Regions from separate parts of the Zea mays genome. Here regions 2 and 3 are each linked to region 1. Evidence: chromatin contacts called from public Hi-C data. All regions are on one chromosome and are shown on one strand. The core of a region is the stretch at or near the end of the contact, and the rest is flanking DNA. Distances in the headings are between cores, read along the strand shown. Region 1 holds the start of LOC103653335. Region 2 holds the start of opr8 (12-oxophytodienoate reductase8). Region 3 holds the start of LOC100283052 (water channel).

What was found. A called contact is a pair of places that touch in the nucleus more often than the background predicts.
Region 2: a Hi-C map of endosperm shows a contact between it and region 1, with 3 times the contacts expected there. The contact joins the promoter of opr8 here to the promoter of LOC103653335 in region 1. A contact is called at or near these places in 5 of 25 Hi-C or Micro-C datasets (ear, endosperm, leaf and 1 more) and 1 of 3 datasets of contacts at active chromatin or transcription factors (leaf).
Region 3: a Hi-C map of ear shows a contact between it and region 1, with 3 times the contacts expected there. The contact joins the promoter of LOC100283052 here to the promoter of LOC103653335 in region 1. A contact is called at or near these places in 2 of 25 Hi-C or Micro-C datasets (ear and tassel).

What each region holds. Positions count from the first base shown.
Region 1 is chr4:66,067,707-66,070,525 of Zm-B73-REFERENCE-NAM-5.0, forward strand. It overlaps LOC103653335, which reads right to left and starts at 1,256. Exons shown (of 6, transcript XM_008680267.4): 1 at 1-1,256. The coding sequence starts at 1,041.
Region 2 is chr4:66,335,023-66,337,722 of Zm-B73-REFERENCE-NAM-5.0, forward strand. It overlaps opr8 (12-oxophytodienoate reductase8), which reads left to right and starts at 1,340. Exons shown (of 5, transcript NM_001112363.2): 1 at 1,340-1,628; 2 at 1,735-1,875. The coding sequence starts at 1,525.
Region 3 is chr4:66,492,851-66,495,576 of Zm-B73-REFERENCE-NAM-5.0, forward strand. It overlaps LOC100283052 (water channel), which reads left to right and starts at 1,253. Exons shown (of 5, transcript NM_001155954.1): 1 at 1,253-1,641; 2 at 2,013-2,425. The coding sequence starts at 1,486.

The DNA.
Region 1 (2,819 bases), core at 6-2,505:
CCCCAAAACAAGCTTCTCTTTCACTTTGCCTTCCTTCCTAGAACTGCATTGGCTCGAACCTTCCTTGAGACACATATCTGCAGAGACTTGTGCTTCAAAACTTGCAGGACTTCCTGAAGCATATACTAATTGCTCAACCACCCCACCATTTGCTGCCGGTAACAGATTATGCGTCTGCAGAGATTCTCCATTGCTTGCATTGGCAGGATCATCCACATCCCCCTTTTCAGTCTTCGTAGCAACATAATTCAGTTCGGTCCCACTTGGACCCAGCATCATACAATCCTCATCAGAATCACCCTTTGTGTCAGAGACATGCTCTGTCTCCACTCCACCGACCAATATGGTCTTACACCGCTTCGTCGGCGTGTCCACGTGTTGGTGCAGCATTTCGTTATGCACCTGTCCTCGACGAGACGACCCAGTCTCCGCCTCCCCACCCGCCTCCATCCGACGCTTCGCGATCCGAAACCCTGACCGCAGGGTCGTGAAGGGATCCGAACCGCCAGAGCTGTCGCCGCTCGCGGAAACCCTGTCCGCCCCCGACCCTCCGCCATCGCTATTGGAGTTCCCAGTCCTCGGCGAGATGGATGTAGCAAGCGAAGAGGCAGGGACTCGAGCACGGGCCCTCCCCGACCTCTTCTCGCTCCCGCCCGACCCGAACCCGGAGGAACTGCCGTCACGAGCGGAGAGAGTGTTTGGAGTACCCAAGGCGGGGCCCGCGAGGCGCAGGCTGCGTCGGGGAGGCACGGCGGCGGGAGGACTGAGGTTGGGGCATCCGGCGCCGCAGTCATCGTGGTGGGAGACCGGGCCTAGGCCGAGGCCGAGGGCGGCGCCCATGAGGCGCAGGCTGTGTCGGCGAGGCCCAGCGGCGGGTTGCTTGAGGTCGAGGGATCCGGCGCCGCGGTTGTCATCGGAGGCTACGGGGCCAATGCCGAGGCGGAGGGAGGTGGACGGGGACGGCGCAGGGGTGCGCTGCGAGGCACCGGCCACCGCCTCCGGCGGTGATGCCGCCTTGGCGCGTGAACTGGGGCGGGGCATCGCGGAAAACGTGACGGCGCAGACGCACGATGGAGGGAAGCGTCCGCGACGGCCGACGACGCGAGGGGTTTTGGCTTTGGGTGCGCGTGCCGGGAGTTGGAGCAAGTTTTTGGAGCGGCGCGAGAGGGGAGGAGGCTTCCAGGGGAAGGAAGCCGGAGGCGGCGCGGGGTTTGGCGAGCCGGCGGTTCGCTCCCTGTTTTTTTAATGGTTTTCCCGCGTAAACGGGTGCCGGTGAGCGGGGGCGTCGCCTCGTGTGGGGCGCCGTACGGTCGTTGTGTCTCTGGGCCTCGGGTCTTGGGCCGTGGGCGCGCGGGGAAACCCTTGCCCTTGCTGGACTGTCTGTTCACTCTGTTGCGCTGGACCGGAGAGAAAGAAACGGACCGGAGAACCGAGAACTATTTCAGTGGACGTGGACTATTTGGCCGTGTTTGCCACAATGACCCAGCCTGCCTGCGCTCCCGGTCCGAGGATGCAACTGTAGCTCCCTGTTTGCGGCGAATTTTTTTGTTTTTTTAACTTTTTTATGATAAAAATATATATTTAGATGTCTGGATGACTTATTTCAGGATCTGGATCCGAAGCTTGGCTTCATAAGCTATGGCGCCGAGGATGCAACTGTAACTCCTTGTTTGCGTCGAATTTTTTGTTTTTTTAACTTTTTTATGATAAAAATATGCATTTAGACCTCTGGTTGACTTATTTTAGGTCTGGACCTGAAACTCGGCGCCATAAGCTACGGCGGCGAGCTCTGACATGATGGTGGCGGCTCCCGGCGGCTAGGGCTGGCGTGGCGCCGACGCGGCCTCCTAGCTCGGCGCCACAGATCTTGGCGATGAGCTAGGGAGGCCTATAAATCGGTCGTTCTGTTGGCCGAGAGGAGCTCATTTTCCCTCCATTCAAATCTTCTTCAAAGTTGCTTCATTCAAAGATTCGAGTTGGAATACTTTGTATACCAAGGTATGGTGTCTTACTGATTCGTTTTGTATATTGGGTTGTAATTTTTCGATTATTAGTTTTGATTGTTGTCACTAGGATATATAGTATAGTTCATATGATGGCTACATTTGATTTCATAGTTTGTGAAATCCGATTATACAGTCTATTAGATACTTGTGTTAATATATAATCGTTTCTTAGATGAAAGACATGTACCGGGAGGCGTTGTGGCAGAAGAGAGGTCGTCCTTAGGAATTATATTCAAATGTATCTAGTAAGGATGCTCATGTTCCTCCTGTGCCTAGCTGTGACTGTGGCAGACCGGCTTGGGTATGTCAATCCAAACATCAAGACACGAATGCTCTTGCTTCTACCTTTGTGGCGGTTTTAACGTACGTAGCTTATGACTTGTGAGTTAATATTGTTTACTAGATGTGTACTAATGCTTCGTTCCATTTTTGTAGGAGCACCTGAGGTGTTTCTTTTTCCAGTGGATCGACGGTCCTGATAAATTTGACCATCGATATCTTTTTTTGCAAATTGGTTGTATAGAAGGACTAGTCATGAGCGTTTTAAGCGTTGGTTACCTCCTCCCCCGAATCCTCCACCAATGACGGATGCAGAGAAGGAGGTAGCAACAAAAAGACAAATAGACTCGCCGCCTAAATGCGATTGCAGAGATCGTGCTGTCATCGATGAGGACACTGCGAAGCACTTCGTGTGTCCGAACAATGATTATGTGAGCCCATAACAAATGTCCAAATTTTTGTTATTTTTTGCACAAATTTATTAAATTATTCTCCTGCAGCCATACAAGTGGCGTAAGTGTCATTTCATAGAAT
Region 2 (2,700 bases), core at 90-2,589, 270 kb after region 1:
GCAATACCCAAGTAATACCAAGTCAGTTTTTTTACCGGAAAAAGAAAAGGCAGCAATACCACCATTCTTGCTTCCCTTGAAAAGTGCAGCGTTCGGTTATTGTGGTAACCCTGCAAGATGATTGAAAATGATGGATATACACTGGATGAATAGTTAGAGAATCCATTAGTTGCAAGCTGATTCAAATAGTTTCAGTTTGTGTTTCAGTTTCTGCTTCAGATTGTCACCATTCTTACAAGTGTATCCATGGTTTATATAAACAAATACACTAGCTGCACATTTGGATGTAAATATATGAGCAGTTCATGTTTATGCAATAGAATACACTAGTTCACTGTCTGAAAAAATATGAAGTGAGGCATATTTAATAGAAGGCTTTGATAGCAATGTGGTTCATGAGGTAAATGATGAAGTTGATGATATACTCACTGAAAGGAATGAAGATGTGCTTACAAGCTCAGATTGATTCATGAAATTGCTTTGTTTTTGTTGGTGTACCAATTTTCTGAGTTTTGTTTGCGACATTGTGTGTGGCTGAAAATTTGATTTGAACTGAAGTGATAGGATTCAATCCTTTGCTACCGAACAGATAAAAAAATGCTTCACTAGATTCATTCCAGCCGGATTAATTACATGTTCGGAATGAGTGAAAGGGCTGGCTCCACTGAATCCTGGCTTGTAACTGTTCCTAGCCTGGATTCGGTCCTGACCTGCCGAACGACCCCTTATAAAGTTTCTAAACTGGTTGTATCCGTTTCTTCTCTCTTGCGAGTCGCTGAGCCACGATACACATGCTCAAAATTGAGACTTTCCAGTTGCGGAGTTGCCACACACTAACTACAACCTCGTTACCCGGGAGTCAACTTAGGGTGTGTTGGTTGAGGAGTGGAGAAAAATAGATTGACTCCATTTCTATTTTCTGGATGTTTAGTTTCCATAAAAAGGACCCGAGCAGCTCCTTAAGTCTCCATATAAAATTTTACCATAAATAGTTGAATGCTCGAGCTACACCAAAACGACCGGATGTGAGCGCTCTCCTCACTCCCTCCTCTCTACACTTATATAGCTCTCCAACCAAATAAAAAAGGAACATATTCGCTCTATTCTACTCTTCAACTAAATAAAAAATAGAGTGCCTCCATTATGCTTACCAAGCTCAAAATAAAACGACTCCATTCTAAAAAATCTAGAAAGCTATTCCATTCTATTTGACTGTACAACCAAATCTCACCCTTAACTGCACCAGCCATGGCAGACCGCTGGTGGCTGGCACTCGCTGCTCACACTCACTGTCCAGTGTCCTTGTTGTCCACCACTCCCTCGAGTCCGTGACGCGTCAGCGTCACCGTCCGTCGTCGCAGACGAGCCCAGTGGCGACTGGCGATTCGCTTTCGAACCGCAGTCGTCCCTGCTGTGTTCCCGGTTCCCTCCCTTCCTCCTCCTATAGTTGGCTTCTCGCCACCCTCTGCCTTCGACCAACTTTCTCCCTTCTCCCCTCCCCGTTCCCCTCTCCAACTCCAATCCATGGCCTCCACGGATCGCTCCGCGCCGGCGGAGGACCAGCAACAGCCGCAGCGCCCGTCCCTCTTCTCGCCGTACCAGATGCCCCACTTCCGCCTCGCGCACCGGTGAGCCCTCCCTCGCGCCCGCCCCTTGATTCCTCGCTCCTGGGATCGATTTGGCCTGGCGCGACCTCCGCCTGGGTACTCATGCGTGTCCTGTGTACGCGCGCAGGGTGGTGCTGGCGCCGATGACCAGGTGCCGGGCGCCCGATGCGCTCCCGGGCCCCGCGCTCGCGGAGTACTACGCGCAGCGGTCCACGGAAGGCGGCTTGCTCATCTCCGAGGGCACCATCATCTCGCCCGCCGGCCCTGGGTAATCATCTTCGCTCTGGTTTGCCACTGCTTCCGGCCACCGATCCACGTCTCCGGTGACCCGTGCTGGGGTCTTAGATTACTGTGCCACGCCGCCCGCTGCCATACTCTGGACTCTGGAGTCTGGTCTTCCCTTTGGATGTCGCCTTCATGTGAGGCATGTGCGCAGCCTTGGGCCGAGAGATGCGCGCTAGATCTGGTGGAGACGTGGTCCTCTTGGCCTGCGAGTGGTGGTTGGGGTCAATTAGCAACAGCGTGCCAATTATCGGTCGTTATTTGGTGGAAGTCGTAATATAAAATCAGCAGTGTATTACTGTTCATCATGTGGGTTTGGTAATGGTTTACTTCGGTTAGTATGTTATAGTCGGTGCTGATCCAGTGGCCTGAACATATTGGACCAGTTGATTTGCCGTTCAAATGGAAGTAGAAAAATTAGAGAAAATGGAAGCCTTCTCCTGACCCGTGGTCAAATGGAGAGGGGTTGTTGGGGGTGGAAAGTACAGAAGTTTTCTTGGATCACACCTACTGCGCATGGAGATCTGGAACGGTCGTACTTATCTGCTTAAAATAAAGTTGTCTACTGAGTGTTGCTCTGGATTCGCAAATTATTTTCAGTCAAAAGAAAGCAAGAGCCGACAAACGTTATAGACAAAATACTGAAATGAATTGAGGCATCCGTCAGCTGCTGAATCCAATAGAAATGGATTACAACAGAAAAGGCGGAAGGGGATCAGTATGGTCCTTTCCCCTACACATTCTGTAACACCAAAGTGAGATCGTGTTATAGAGTTTAGAGCTCTGTAGAGATTCTTTCTGATGCTCATTT
Region 3 (2,726 bases), core at 3-2,502, 430 kb after region 1:
GAAGGTGGGCTGCTGAGTACGTTTGTACTCACCCTTGCTTATTTGTTGTTTTTTTCAGAAAAAGGAGATCGGGTAAGAGTTACGACTGTTCCCAACCTTGCCTGTGGCTGTTGGACCGCTGAATTGCTTCACTGCGTATATCGGGCTGCTTCAGCCCCACTCTGATGATATGTCTCGAGTTGTGGACCAACTCCTAAAGTTGTTCGCCACCTTTGTAGGTTTGTCTCGTTTAAGCAGATTTGGTATCATCTGATGTATAAATGTGTTTACTAGCCTCCTGGGACTAGTAATTGTATCACATTTGAGTCCCAGAGGATTGGGGACGCTTCAAGACCGTTGGCAATTGGATTTGGTGCATAAAGGTCCAACTAGGATTCTTAGTTTCCAAATCTTGTTTGCAAACAATTGAAGTATTCTCTAGCATCTTGCACACATGGTCCAGATGGCCAACAACCTTTCCTATCTTGCTCCCATCTACTTCTGGGATAGTGGAACACAATTTATTAATCGAATGTAGCAGTGTAGATTGCCTCCTCATCTCTTGAATAGCGTATCACAATGAATTCTTGATGCTAACATGATACTTGAAATCAACATTTTCCTATACAAAGACCGGATGAAGAAGTTAGAAAGGACATATGTGTGTTTCATAAATCACAAGCATATGTGTGTTTCATAAATCTATCCATGGCAGCAAAAAATGACGTCTTGCATAGAGATGCCAGAAATGTTGTCCTATTCGTTTTAGAGAGGACCTAAATCTATCATGTGGGTATTAAGTATTAAAGTATGGACCAATCTAGCAACAAGAACACGACGTACAAACATATGAGTGTAATAGTTTCATAATATGTACCATAGTGGTTGAGACCTTCATAGTACAACCTTGTCGACAACAATGGTGGCGTATTGTACCGCCGTGCTGTCCTCCTTCTCGCAATAATGGCCATGCAGCGCGCCTCCGAAGCCGTAACGGCAGCGGCATGAGCCGCGTCAACAGCCTCGCCCACAACTTCGATCGGAGAACGGTCCATTCATAGGACGCGACGTCTAGGGTTTCTGGAGAGAGAGGATGAAGTGCGTGAGCATGATAGAGCGAGCGATACCTAACGCCGTGAGCACGGAGAGCATTAATTGATGTCCACAACAATAAATGACTATCTCATATCCCCATATCAACTTACGTCAATCGTTTACGCCTCTAAAAGGTCGAAGCCGTCCATATGATTCCGTTTCGTCGAAACCCAGTAGTGTATTGTTCCGTAATGTCAATAATCTCCCCCACACCGCGACTCTGTCTAAACGCCGGATCCTGATCCGCCATTACCGCCCTCAGCTCGAGAGCTCGACTCTTATCACAGAGGCGCGAGTTCCCCGCTCTGTTATAAACCCGCGCCGCGCCTTCCCGTCCTATCCCCTCTCTCAGGCTCCGTCGCGGGATCCGAGGGGCGCGCGCTTGCGTCAGGTCCAGGTCCGCCAGAGGCGATGCTCACGTGCATCGCGTGCTCCAAGCAGCTCCCGGGCGACGCGCCGCCGCTGCGCGAGCCGTCGGACGACGATGACCGCGCCAACGCCGGAGGCGGGGGCGAATCGGCGGCAACGCCCGGCACGAGGCAGGCCATCAGGGTGCTCACCGCCCAGGTTGGTTGCCGTGCCTGAGTTCTTGAAATGCTCCCCCTTGGGTAAAATCCAGGGATTATTCTCGTTGCCTTTGTGATTCTCTGATCATCAAATGGACCAGGGTTGCAATCGCTGTTGGTTTAGACGAAGTGGCATTTTGTGTGTGTGTGTATCTGTATCTGATCAAATGTACCTTGCCTTGGTCACTCTGTGAGAATCAGAAACCGGTATGAATTCGGCATGTTTTGTGGGGTTTTCAGGCGTTGGAATGGTAATCTCAATGTGTTTTAGAAGCTTTTCGCAGGTTTCTCCAAAATCGGCATGCTTTGCTTCGACGGTGTGAAGCGTGGGTTTGGCACTACGATTGATTGGAGATTTTCGTGGGTTTTCAGATCAAGGACATGGCGCTGAAGGCATCGGGCGCGTACCGGCACTGCAAGCCCTGCGCCGGTTCGTCCTCCCCGGCGGCGTCGCGGCGGCAGCAACCGTACTACCACGGCGCGTACGCGGAGTCCGGGTCCGACCGCTTCCACTGCGCGTACCAGCGCGCCGGCAGCTCCGCAGCATCCACGCCGGGGCTGCGCACGGGGGGCGCGATGTCCAGCGGTGACATCACGCCATCGGTCAGCGCGCGCACCGACTTCCTCGCCGACGACGAGGAAGGGGACGATGAAGAGGGAACGGCGACTGGCAGCAGCGAGGAGGATGAGGAGAAGGAGTGGGTCGCCCAGGTGGAGCCCGGGGTGCTCATCACCTTCCTCTCGCTGCCGCGGGGCGGCAATGGTCTGAAGCGCATCCGATTCAGGTGAGGTCTTGCTCTCATTTGTGCCAAACATTTGCTTCATTGCTTCATAGGTAGAAGCAGAACTTGGTTGGTAGTTGGTACTCGCAACAGGTATTAGTGCTTAAAATTCCGTAAATTTGGTTCAGATTTTTAGTTTACTTCCGTTGGATGGTGTGGTCTTCCCCTACTCCATTGCCCAAGCAATCAGAAAAGACATGTTTATCTGCAATGCAGGATTTTGTTCATACTGCTTCCTTTATTTAAGGAAACATATATAATTCATTTGGTTTGTTCCTTCTGTTCCTGAGTTCTATGATTATTT